Linked DNA regions of Zea mays: all the other regions are linked to region 1. Evidence: chromatin contacts called from public Hi-C data. All regions are on one chromosome and are shown on one strand. The core of a region is the stretch at or near the end of the contact, and the rest is flanking DNA. Distances in the headings are between cores, read along the strand shown. Region 1 holds the start of LOC100274993. Region 2 holds the start of LOC100192933. Region 3 holds the start of LOC100191836.

Evidence for each region. Hi-C and Micro-C count contacts between places; a contact is called where the count stands out from the background.
Region 2: a Hi-C map of ear shows a contact between it and region 1, with 1.6 times the contacts expected there. The contact joins the promoter of LOC100192933 here to the promoter of LOC100274993 in region 1. A contact is called at or near these places in 2 of 25 Hi-C or Micro-C datasets (ear and endosperm).
Region 3: a Hi-C map of bundle sheath shows a contact between it and region 1, with 2.1 times the contacts expected there. The contact joins the promoter of LOC100191836 here to the promoter of LOC100274993 in region 1. A contact is called at or near these places in 3 of 25 Hi-C or Micro-C datasets (bundle sheath, ear and endosperm).

Annotation. Positions count from the first base shown.
Region 1 is chr5:40,948,441-40,953,151 of Zm-B73-REFERENCE-NAM-5.0, reverse strand. It overlaps LOC100274993, which reads left to right and starts at 2,204. Exons shown (of 2, transcript NM_001149219.1): 1 at 2,204-2,544; 2 at 2,728-3,146. The coding sequence starts at 2,365. The coding sequence ends at 2,844.
Region 2 is chr5:41,293,457-41,297,777 of Zm-B73-REFERENCE-NAM-5.0, reverse strand. It overlaps LOC100192933, which reads right to left and starts at 2,403. Exons shown (of 11, transcript NM_001138115.1): 1 at 2,240-2,403; 2 at 1,961-2,104; 3 at 1,744-1,842; 4 at 1,558-1,663; 5 at 793-1,016; 6 at 629-705; 7 at 427-541; 8 at 203-328; 9 at 1-37. The coding sequence starts at 2,242.
Region 3 is chr5:41,312,476-41,317,050 of Zm-B73-REFERENCE-NAM-5.0, reverse strand. It overlaps LOC100191836, which reads right to left and starts at 2,386. Exons shown (of 4, transcript NM_001137260.2): 1 at 1,854-2,386; 2 at 1-42. The coding sequence starts at 2,114.

The DNA.
Region 1 (4,711 bases), core at 955-3,454:
AGTATGCTAGCGGCGCATGGATACCGATGTATCCTTTCACCTGGAGTATTCTAGGTATTGTATTTTCTATAGCGAAACGACAAGCTAGAGGTGAACTAACTCAAACTTGAAATGGATTGTAAACTTGAAAAGTATACACACTAGAATTTATATGGGGTAATTGCAATGGAAAACTAGGTGTATGAGAAAGAAATAGATAGGGACCCTAAGATCGGTAACTAGTTAAAGTTGCTTGAAAGGACAACGAGGACTCAGAGAGCCAAACTATATTTTTACTGTGTTGCAAAGGATTATTTGGGTTAACGTGTGGATAATCAAATATGAGAGAGAACTTTCTTCGAACAAAATTCTATAGGTTCCGAGGGTTACTAGGGGTAGATAGACAAAACCTCGAAGCGAAGCCAGCTATCACCTATGGGCCTACCAAGTGACATGGTCAGGATACCCATGCCACGCTCTTGTTGTCACCAAGAGGGGCTACCAACCATAGTTGCGTGGATAGATGACACATTATAATAGTGTTGAAGCAACACTAAAGCTCCTCCATAGCGAGGGTCAGAGCTAGGCAGCCTAGTAGTTAACTAGGACTAGGTGTGACTTATAACACCAGCAAGCCACACGACTTGTTTAACGACAGACTAACACAATCCTAAGCCTTAAATTAAATTGTCCCTAGACTACCGCAAAAATAATCATGAAGTAGAAGTAAAGTAATACTTGAAGTAAAACTGAAAGTAATACTCAAAAGTAGACTTGCCTCACACCATATATGCCTGACGCACAATACATAATTTGATCTCATCTTAAAAAAAGTTTTGCCAGGACAGTCACATTGCAAGATTTCATCTAGTTCCGTCATGAAAGATGAAGACCATACAAGTCATGCGCTGTCCTGCTTGCACAAGTCAACTTTCTATGCCTGTATCCTGTCCTTGCCTGCTGGGTAGGGCTGGACGAAATGCTCGTGGGTCGTCGGTTCGCTCGGTTCATGGTCAGCTCGAATCGACTTGTTTGAATTTTTTTCACGAGCTAAGTTGTTATTCTAGCTCGGGTCGATAACGAGCAAGCTCGGTTCGTTAATAAGCCAGCTCGTGAGCTAAACGAGCTATCACATTTTAGTAAAACGAAACTATATATATATCATTTATGTAACAATTGATGACATATTATATGTATGTGTCGTGTGTATGGCCTATGAGTTAAACTAATAATTGATGGACTATGTCTATGTGTTAAGTTGATGTATGCGAATATAGCTATGTGTTAAACTGGTGAACATGTGTCTGAATTATGAATTGATGAGTTGTGTTAATTTGTTGTTACATTGTTATGGTCTATAAAACTTAGTATAATTACTATTTTCTATTATTAATTTATTTTAAAATTAATTAGAAATTGATTATTATATACATATTCCTTTTTTCTGCTCTAGCTTGCCAACTAAACGAGCCAGCTCGAACTCTTAAACGAGCCGAGCCAACTATGTGGCTCGTTAGCTTAACGAGCAGCTCGAACTTGGATGAGCCGAACCGAGATAGCTCGATATCTAGCCCCAGGGGCGACGCCACGTTCACCTTTCTCAATAGCAAAATATTTTTAAATAAGAAGAAGATTTTAACCCTTCTAATCTCCTCTCATCTTGTGGCTCCGAAACTAATATTAAGAACTAGTTTGGGAGCCATAAAACCAGAATAGATTAGAGAATTAAATTTTCGCTTTATATTTAATTTTAAATAAAAATAGAAATTTAGCCCTACAACCATCTCTGGTTTTATCGCTTCCAAAGCCATTAAGGTGCACCACGGCAAAATTGGCGCTGGATTCGCCCCGTCTGTCCCTACTGCTGAGGTACCAATCTATAGGTCACGCGCAGCACAGTGGCGTCCGGTTGCCCCGTTTCATGGCAGTGCCACGTCTACGAGACCATTGTACACGGCGTGGAGGCGTTGACGGACCACCAGCGACTGACTCACACGAGGACACGACCCGATCGATGCCGTCCAATCGCGCGCGATCCATCCATCCATCCCCTGCCTCCACTCGCTGGCGGGTCGCCACTGGAATCGAGCGAACCCACCAGTGGGCTCCACAGCGCCGACTAGAAATTCCAATCGGGTTAAAACCCGCGCGCCAAATCCGGGCCCACGCTAGCTCCCTCCCCTATATACGCGACCCCACGCCGCCGCTCCTCCAACCCTGGCCTTCACATCCCGTACTCGTCGCCAGCAAGCAAGCGCTCCCCGCGTGTTCACACCTCGACCTGCGACGTAAGGCCGGCGTGGACCAGCCGCCGACCACACGCCTTGGAGTCTGCCAGCCGCCGACCACAAGCGCCGCCGCCGACCGCCGCAAGGGGGAGGAGAGATGAAGTGGGGGCTGGCAGCCGCCGTGGCTTCCGCGGCGACCGTGGCGGCGGCGTCGGGCGCCGAGCTCCTCGCCTGCGACTGCGACGCCTCCGCTCCGTCGCCGGCCCCTGCCGCGACCGTCGGCAGGTGCGACGGGCTGGTGCTCTCCCGGCAGCACCACGACGACGAGGTCCCTGAGGTGCGTCTCCCGCGGATCGAGGATTCCTGGGTCCCCCTCCCGGCCTCCCCTGTCTTGTATGGCGCGATATATAATATAGGAGGGATAACGATTCCGCCTCGATTTACATTCCAAGTAAAGATCGGGGGGAAATAGAAGCAGGGTTGGCTAATTGGTACCGTTCGCGCCTGTTTTTCACCACAGGGATCCTCGTCGGCGTCGAGGGACAACAGCCATAGCGGCGGTCGCCGCGGGCAGCGGTTCGCGCCGCGATTCGATGGCCTGCGCTTCATCGAGACGCTCGTCACGGCGCACCGCTGAAGCGACGGACCCGCGATCCGCCTGGCTGCCTATGCTCCGGTGGTAATCTCCCCGCCGCCATGATTCGGCGATTCGTTGTTGCTGGTGGCGCTTAGGCCACCGAGTTTTGTTAGAACAACAATTTCAGGCTTCCCCTTTTCATTTGGTGCTGTGCTGTTCGTCCTCTTGTTGATGTCGGTGGTCCGTGACCATTCATTCTCCTTTTTTAGCTTGTTTGTGTTTGTGCGAGAGGGAAGGATTAAGATTATACCCGGCATGTCGATTTGAGCAAACGCTACTCTATTTCTTTATTTATAATGTCACACATTTCTTCGTCCCTGATTTGGTTGTTTGGACAAGCATTATTGGAATTCGAAGTCGCTGGCACGCAGGCCATGTCGTCGTACGGGGCCCATATTTCAGGGACTTCTAGTTCTCTAGTAGTGCATCAGAGTATCCCGGTGCCCCCCTTTTTATTTGCACCATCTTTTTCACAAGTATATATATATATATATATATATTCTGTTGGATGCAACACCGTTTTTTTTTTTTTGAGAATTGCTGGAGTTCATCCTTTCACATGGCATCTTGGTTAACTTTGATTTGGGTGCAACTTGCCAAATCCACATCCTAGTCTTAAAGCCTGTTTGGTTTCCTACCTAAGGCGTCATAATCTGTCTAACCCTAGTCGCTCGAATTGAAGAACTAAGGTTAGATAGAAAAGTTAGACACGTTGTGGCGTCTTAGGTAGCAAACCAAACAACCCGTTAGTCTTACACTATATCCAGCAGACTTGCTATCCCACCACCTCTCCTAAGTTATGTTTTAAACTTCACTCTACAAACATCTAAGTTATGTTTTAAACTTAACTCTACAAACATTGTAATCCACATTATAAAACAGTATTTTACACAGCTATTTATACCACCTGCTAGGTGGATTGCTGATTACTAATGAAAATACACGTGGTTTAGAACATGAACAGGTAACGCTTTTGTCCTTCAAGATTTGTGATGGTACGGGTATCTTTGTATTGTGATCCATGACGATGATGGCGAAGGCTGAGGTGTGAACAACACCTGTGATGTGGCAGTTTGCTGTCCAAGTTATCCTGTTGGTGCTACTGCTCTCCCACGTTCGCTTTTCATCCGTGCCGTGCCGTCACTGCCGTGCTACATCATACTTGCTTCATTTTTGTTTTTTTTAACCCCACTGGTACGGAACCCATCTCGCCAAGACGCCAACTGCTCAGAGCCATCCGATAGCTGCTCATGAAGTTCCAAGCTGTAAAAGATGGGGGCTGCTTCCTGCTATCATCCTCATCGCGGGTACCTAGTCGACATTACCAGATTGAAACTCAGTTCAGTGATTCAGTCCCCTTTTCTCCCTCCTCCATGGCAGCATCCTTCTTTTCTGCCTTCTTGCTTGGCGGCAGCCATTGGCATCGTCGGACGCACAGCAAGTACAAAGGGTTGACCACTGTGCTTGCAGCTGGCGAGGGAAAGGCCGAAGGAAACCATACTGCTTCAACAGAAGAGCCTTAGCAGCAAAGGGAAAAACATCTCTGGCCTGAGATGATAGAATAGAACTGACTAATTTCGGAGCACTTGACAATCTGATCTAAACATCTTTGAGTCTATCACTTCGGCTCACCAGCAAAAGCTACTCCAGATTCTTAAAGAGTCTACCTGCTGTTGGCTAAGATGTGGGTTCACTTGAAATGTTGACTCGATCTGTGAACCTCCTATGAGCAAAAGCTTGTATTTCCTTTTGGACCCCATGGACCATCGAAGTGCAGAGTCGCATACTAAAAGAGACAAAACAATGTCCAGACTTCAGTAGAGAAGCTCTTCTTTGCCTGTATCGGAGAGATTTCTGCCCTGAGTTA
Region 2 (4,321 bases), core at 1,154-3,653, 340 kb before region 1:
CATTCTCCTCGGAAAGGAATGCAACTTGGAGGAAGTACTGAAATTAACAGAAGTTAAATTCTTAGCTCCTGGTGATGATTAAATAAGAATCCAGAATAAATAGATCTGTTGTTAACAACATGTACTTCAAGGTCAACTTCTATTTTATATTAGCAATAGGATGCATATCTTGGTGATATATACTGCTCACCATGTTACTTACCTTAATGATACCAAAAACAGCTTCATTCCAGCTGGTCTTCAGGGGCTTCCTGCACTTATCAGGATTTAAAAGCCATATGAAATCAACTCCGCAGATGTTCCCTCGATGGTTTCGGTGACTGACCCACTATGCTCAAGATGTATAGAAAATTAAAAGTCAACAATAATTGAATGCTCATAGTACTGCTAATTTTGGACAATCAAAATAGCAAACCTTCTTGTTACCTTATGTGCATCTTCTTCGCTGTCACTGTATTGATGAGCAGTGTCATACGATGAAACAAACCCTTGCGAGCGAAGGAACTTGTAAACTTGGCCACGTTTACTTCCATTCCAATCCCTGAAATAAATGTCCAAAAAATGATAATGCCATAACTACGGTAGAATCCAAAGAAATTATAAATTACTGTGCACACTAGATACAGACCCACAAAGGATGATTGGCAGTGGACCAAGTTTATGCTCTTCTAGGTAAGCCTCAATATACTGAAGGATCTTATATACCTGCCAATTACACCACTAAATGTTTAGGAATCCTACTGAAATATTGCAAACATTATGCTTAGATGTAGAAAAGAATAATGTCTCTACCTGTCTTAAGCGAACTATTGAAAGGCTGTGATCATGAGGGAACAACAAATGAGTGTTGACAATGAGGCTCTGCTGGTGGACACAGCTGGTGCTTCGATTTTGTAAGAATGGCATCGCTGATTCCACATGCAACAGCTGAGCTACCCGATCACCGATGTCATTGAACAGCAGTTCCCTATAATTCAAAACGTTGAAGTAGTTTCTATGTACAGCAGTAAGAAGACCTGCATAGAAATTCATCTTTAAGGAAACAAAACACCAAGGTGCATTACATGGCATCAAATTCAAATCTGTCTATGTGCATTTTCAAAACATTCAGGAAGAGAACATAGATCCCATACTAATTGACAATCACCACAGATGTCAACACCATAGGCATTTGGCAAAGCCATTATCCACACTGGAAAGGGAAATAGGTGTCACAATACAATGATAATCATTTTAGACATCATCAACAGTGGTATTCAACACAAAGAGACCATCAACCCCAACATCAATTCACTTTGGGTTTCGAAAAGGGGACACAGTGGCGAAGTCGAATTCCTACCATTGTCCCCTTCAAAAGCACAGTCCCGGAAATGTCACCTCTTATTATAGCCTATGATCAGGATTTCCTAGATCAATAAATTATTTTATATTTGTATGAACCTTCAAAATACAAACAAAAAACAGTTTGCACAAACAGCCGGTGGCAGCAACAACACAGCACAATATCTGTTTCCTCATCCTTCCAGGCTCAAGCTTAAATGAGTAATCAGGGCTCACCGTCTCCACGATTGTTGGTGCGTGCAAGCTTGAAGAGCATGTAATTGGCGTCTCCCAGACGCTTCTGGTACATGTCGACCAGCTCGTCGTTCCCCAACCATACCTCCTGTTACAAGAATCATATTTACTGATGGCTCACATCCCAGACATGATCAAAGAGCCGAATAATAGCTAGATTCAGCTCACCTGAAGGCAGATGATGGAGGAGTGATCAGCGAGAAGGCGGTCAATAATCTTCTCGTTGCGGCTGAACCAGTAGGCCCTGTACTGGCTCTCCCTGCAATTCTGCTCCCAATGCCAAACACCGACCGTCAATATACTACGAGCCAGAATTTTCTACCAAACCAAAACTAACTAAATAGATTCCCCGTCAAAAGGGAAAGCAGAGCAAGATCCAACCCACCTCGTTGTCCATGCGCTTGTAGATCGGCGCCAGGATGTTAAACGTGGTGCAGGAAACGCAGCGCTCGTCCCGCGGCTGCCGCCGGTGATGGTGGTGTCGGTCTCGCCGTCGCATCGCCCCCGCCTCCCTCCGCTGCTTCTTCGTCTGCACAAAACACACACACAGCAGGACCTCACCTCAGCAAACAACCGGGCCGTCAATCCAAGCCCACGGCGGAAGAGGCTATGCGAGCAGTAAGCCACACATAGCTCGACGGGGCCGCCGCGGGCGAATACTCACCATTGCGATGATTCGTAGGGCGTGGAATCTGATACTTGGTGGAGGCCTGGCCTCGGCTCCTTCTCGTCGATTTGGCGGCTACTAGCGGAGGAGAGGAATGGGATTGATGGTTTTCGCTGGCTTCGGGCTCACCACCGTCAAAATGGTTATAAAGAATCTTTGCAGGAGAAAATGGGTGTACCGGAAAATACGCGAGCCAGAGAGGCAATATAAACCACGGGCCGGTCAGCTGAGCAGTCTACACCACGCACACGCACGAGGCCCACAGGTCGGCTGGAGAGTGTGCTAAATGTGACCGTTCGGGTCTCGTGTGGTCGCCGTCGGTTAGGGCCGAAAAGAAAAGAACTCGAGTTCGACGAGCCAGAGCGACTCGGTGGCTCGATTCATAGAACGATAGATCCTTTATCCCTTTTTGTTTATCCTTTTTTCTTTATTCAATCTATCTTACGTTCTTTATATTATATGTATAATATTTCAATCTATATATTAATAGAATCTATAGTATTCTTATAAAATAAAAAATAAAGATAATAAACTGTGGATTCTTTCTTTCTCTTTCATTCTTACATTTCCATAAAACGTAGTTTTTTTACTTAAATTTAATAATATTAATCTATTATACACATTGGTATTCTAAAAGTACCTTACCGGATTCCTAGAGATGAAGAACCAAGCCAATTTTTACTATTTTTTATATTAACCTATTTTTTATATTATAATAATATTATATTTATTTTAATAATATAAAATGTGTTACTTAAATTATTTTTGAGATTTTATATTATATTTTGAAGAGAGATTTCATGCTTATGGTCAGGGTCGTTGTCTCGGTAAGGCGGCTCGTGAGCCAAGACAATCCAACTTTTCAAGCTCGTCAGAGAAGCGAGTCGAGTCGATCTCGACTCGTTACTTGACCGAGCCGCAGCGAGCCGAGTCAAACTATTACATGTTTTAAGCCACTTTTACATGTTTTAAGCCACTTTTAGTTTATCCTTTATATAATTGTCGAGATAAAGAGTTCATCAACACATTTACCATTTGCGGTCGTAGATAGCCATGCATGCATGCCAACATGCCACCACCGTAGTTCTAAGCCAAAAAAAAGACATCATTGCCCCTTCCTTCCACCCCTTGTTAAAATACATCACTCTGGTTGTGGCTAGAGTACTTGTAGAGGAATGCACATATATATTAACTAGGTGAATACACATGCGTTACAATAGAAATATATAATAACATGATAACTTATGTACAAAATATGTGTTATAAGAAAAGTGTTGGCCACACACTTTTGATACCTTCGAGATATAAAAAACAAGGCAACATAATTAAATCGAGCTTCATATTCATCTTTCAATTGATTAAAGTATGAAGATGTAATAGATGAACAAGGAAAGTAAATATAACTAGGTGGGTGTCCGTGCGTTGCAACGGAAACATAGAATACTACGATAACTTATGTACAAATAGGTGGGTGTCCGTGCGTTGCAGCGTGGGGCCGAGAGAGAGAAAGTAGTGATGGAATACATAGCAAGCCAAAAAAACATTTCTTCTCCTTTTTCCTTGCCTCGCTTCCCCTCCTCAGTCTCCTGTTCTCTCTCCTCTCCGTCTGCTTTAGGCCCCCAGAAATCGAAGCCACCACCACCATAGAGCTCTGAGCCCCTCGCCCTCCTCCCCAGCCTATTTTCGCTGCTGTAACACCCGGAATCTAGGGGTATAAAAAATCTCTTCTATAATATCCACCAAGTTCATGTTTTAATAAAAACCCTAAGGGAACAATGGTTGTTGTCGGTGTTTTGGGTCCGACCGCACACCCGGGGTTGCCCCTCAAGGTGTTTTAGGAGTAGGACGATGTCGCCGACTGTAGCTAAATGGTTCGTGCCTGATGCACGAGGAACAATGGACAATGTTTACAAGTTCAGGCCGCTTGGAGATGTGTAATACCCTACGTCCTGGTGAGTATGCTTTGCGTATGGGTTACAAGGTTGCTCTCTAAAGTGTAGAGAGTTGAAGTGGATGGTTGAATAGTAATGGGGTCGATCGTTCTGAAGGGGTGCCCCCTAGGCCTTATATATTCGGTCG
Region 3 (4,575 bases), core at 1,137-3,636, 360 kb before region 1:
GCCCACCGACTCTTGCTTCCCGCGAGTGAACTCGTTTAGGACCTGCAGCGCACACAATGCAGATTAGCTATGTGATGGGTGCCCCAGCAAAGGGTAATTGCCTGGCCTGGTGACGCAGCTCAGAGACTTCACTAATCACTGGTTTTTTTTTCAATCTAGCTGGTTAGCTGGTTTCGGCGAGAGAATCGACATTTTGCATTTGAAACAGACACGTTCCAGGACACTCGGCATGCATTTCGTAATCAATTTACTTTCGGGAAAGCTATGTCAACAGCAATACGCGCACAAACTTTCGCATGCATTATCATCCTCTAGGGCTAGTTTGGCAACATTACTTTTAAAAAGGATTTCATTTTTTAACGAACTTAGAAAAATAGAATTCTTTAGAAAAATAGAGTTACCAAACTGGCCCTTAGGAAGCTAAATGTGTTGATGTTTACCGATCGCTTCTAGAGATGTTAGGAGCCCTTAGTTTGTATCTCATTAGCAAATTGATGTATGTGACAAGGAATAAGTGCGCGCACTTGGTCTTGGTCATGATACGGTTGAATTTTACAATAATTATGTGGTTTGTATATAATTGTCAATTTTGACATCTACTTTTGTTTCTTACTTTTGCAAACAATTGAAATTCTATAATACATACCATCAAATAGTTTTGGATCGCAAGCAATATTAAAGACTTTAAAGACAGACCCTGATTACACTAGTAGAAAAGGGCTCAAAATCTGCGTTACAGTATATTTTTACAGACGGATTCGGTTATCAACCGACTGTACTATTTTTAGCGGCAGTTCTTTAAAAATCGCCATTAAAAATGGTTTTCTTAAAAACCCGCCGGTAGAAATACGATTTCTATTGACGTTTTTTAAGAAACAACCACTAGAAATTAGTTTTATCCTTAATTTTTCGAGTTTTCCAAACAACCTCGTATGTGAAACCACCAAAATAAAAGTTGTATATCTCTAAAAGCTATAAAACTTTGTAGCTGGCAACTTTTTTATTAGAAATCATTTCGACTCTCAAAAATTGAATCTAAATTTGTCAAATTTAAAATTCAAATTTTGCAAACAACTTCTGATAAAAAAGTGTCAAAATGAAAATTGTAGAACTTTAAAAGTTATTCAACTTTATAGTTGACAACTTTTTTATTAAATTTATTTACAGTCTCAAACAAACAATTTATACTCAGTTTGTTGTAATATATGAACAACAAAACTACAAACTAAATAGAAATCATGTTATAGACGAAGTGGTAGAGGATGGTACACACAAAGGTGAGGTTAGGGGTGACTTCGACGGACCAAAGGCCTGTCCTTAAATAATTTTTTTTTGTTTTTAAAACCTGTTTTATGTTTCTAGTCACTAGCGGAAATCGATTTTTATTGTGGAAATCGTCCTCAATTACCCGCTGCAAAAATGATGATTTCTACCGATCTCTAGCACTAGCGGTTCTAAGAAACGCCAGCGAAAATAGGTTCACAACCGCTGTTATTGAAGATAGCTTCTGTGTAAGTGTAACGTGCAGACACAAAGCAAATGCCCACCTCTCTCAATTAATTGTTAATAGAGACAAAGTTCTACCTCTATTGATTGAAATAGAATTTCTGTTTTAGCTTCCGTATTTAATAATTTAGAAATTTAGAGACTAGAATCGAATAAAATAGATAAACTAAAAATTAGTCTCTAAAAACAAAACACCTCCTTAAATAAATACAGTCTACATACGAAACATTGTTTTTGGTCGGCTACAGCCTAAAGCAAAACACTATTTTAAGATATATGTGTACGAGAAGCTAGAACGGAGTTTACGAGAAGCTAGAATCACTGTATTCTCGTATATGTGTACGTACCTCCGCGTAGATGTGGTCCGCCTGCGGCGACGACCCTCTGGCCGGCAGCCCGATGGCGGCACCGATGTCAGCGACGGCCGGCTGGAGCTCTTTCACCGACAGCCTCCCGTCGCCATCGGCGTCGAGCTTCCGGAACCTGTCGTCGACGAACCTAGCGAACTCCGCCTTGTTCTCCACGAGAGCCCGGATCTCAGAGCCGTCCTGCACCTGCAGCACGCCTTTCCTGTTCCTCCTCACCTCCTGATGCTGCTGCTGCTCCATGAGCGCGCTAGCGACGCGCTTTTATACACAGCTAGCACGAGGACGAGCGAGGGAAAAGGAAGGGGAAAAGGGCCGATGCTAGGGAAAGCTTGCAAGTTACAGCGACAACAATGGCGACGCCGGCCGTGGGTTCCTCGTGACGCGCGCGGGATGGCCTAGCTGCTAGCTGATCGATCGGTCGTCGTCGGTGGTGGCAAAAGTGGCTAAAAAGATGAGGTGTTCACGAGCCGCAGGCCTGAAACTAGTAGCTAGTAGCTAGAGCTATGGAAGATGGGGGTCTTGCTGAGTTGCTGTGTCCTTTTCTTTGGTCGCGATGAGCTAGGTCGGTGGATACTGGATAGGCGATGTGTTCTTGTGTATTTGGGCTTCTGGTGGCGTGGTCCTGCTTGTTTTTTATAGTTCGTCGTCATCTTCTGCTTCAGTGTGTGTGAGTTTGGATGCGATGTGTTCGTGTATTGTGTCCACCTGGCCTGGGGGAGGGGCATGCAACTGCTGAAGCGTGCATGGGACGCGTCTAGATGCTGCGTGGCGCCTCCAGACGACGCAAGCGTTATCTTATATTCAGAGACTTTTTGTCCACGTTGCGTGTTCGAGTTGGCGACGAGAACCACAGCATGCATCCCCTAAAAGCCAATAGTACTTGTGTGTCTCGCGTGGCCTCATGCGCGCGGATCAAGGGACACGTCCTAGATGCTTGGTGAGATATTGGACGTGCTTTCTGCGATGTGTAGCAGGGGTGTAGAGTTATTTATTTATTTTTGTATAACATTTTTTACGTCAAGAATAAAAATATATCATGATATATAGATGAAGAACATGGAGTTGTGAGAATAATGCCGTAAAACGATCTTCAGATATTGTACACCCGTACACTACTAGCACCTTAACGCGCTTTTCCATACCTACTTTGGCAAAGATTATCGTTACTCGCACGACCGTGGGGTCAGAGAGGGTCTCGACGTTTAGGTCGTGCTCGCACTCACACTCGGCGACGACCTTCTCGTAGACATAAATCTTCTAGCAGAAGTGTCGGCCAATAGTAATCGGACCTCCTAATTAACCACTTTATCTAGTGAGCCTTGGTGTGTGTCGGCGAGCTCCTAATTAATACAGTGTCGCATGTGCCTTCATGCACATTGTGCATCAGCTCTAAAGCCTAGGCCCAAGCATTTGCACTAGTACTACTTCAAGGGTATAATAATACATTTCGTCGTCGGTGACCATGTTCTTAACACTAGTACAGATAAGCTCTATACTGACGGTCCTAAACATATTTACAGTGACGTTTTTCGTAACCGCCAGTGCTAGAGGTCAGTAGAAATCACCATTTTTACAGGCGGGTAACTGAAGACCGCCAGTGAAAATCGATTTTCACTGGTGGTCGACGTAATAAAACCGCCAGTGAAAATCGATTTTCACTGGCGGTCGACGTAATAAAACCGCCAGTGCAAATCGTTTCCAGAAAACATAAAACAGATTCTAAAAATAGTAAAAAAATTTATTTGTATTAGGCCCACCCCACCCGCCTACGCGGTTGTGAGGAATCGAACCGTAGACCTCACCCTCGCGCGTACCCTCCACTACCACTCCGTCTATGACATGACTTGTGTCTAGTTTGTAGTTGTTTTCTCCACATATTACAACCATTTGAGTGTAAATTGCTTATTTGAGACCCTAAACGAATTCAAATAAAAAAGTTGTCAACTACAAAGATAAATAACTTTTGAAGTTCTACAACTTTTATTTTGACACTTTTTTCATCCGAGTTAGTTTGCAAAATTTGAATTTTAAATTTGCCATACTTAGATTCAATTTTTGAGAACCGAAATGAGTTCAAATAAAAAAGTTGTCAACTACAAAGTTTCATAACTTTTAGAGATCTACAACTTTTATTTTAGTGGTTTTATCATACGAGGTCGTTTGAAAAACTCGAAAAATTAAGGATAAAAATGATTTCTAGTGGCGGTTCCTTAAGAAAACCGCCACTAGAAATCGTATTTCTACTGGCGATTCCTTAAGAAAACCGCCACTACAAATCATGGATTTCTACTGGCGGTTTTCTTAAGGAACCGCCACTAGAAATATGATTTCTAGTGGCGGTTTTCTTAAAGAACCGCCACTAGAAATAGCACAGTCGGTGGATAACTGGATCCGTCTGTAAAAATATATGGGTGCCGCAGGCTTTGAGCCTTTTTGTACTAGTGTAAGGCCCTGGTAACTTATTTGCTTGCTTGCCCTCTGAGTTGGATCCCTCAAGTAGTTGAGGATATCGGCTCTCCAGTCGACCACATTGATCTACAAAATCTCCACTTCAGGCGTTGTTCGTAGGGATGAAAACGGTTTTAGAATTTTTCGGAATTTCGGAAACCGGTTCTGATTTTTCTGATCGGAATCGTCGGTTTCGGTATTTCTCGGAATCGGAATCGATCATCGGAATTTTAGATCGGAATTGGTATTGAAA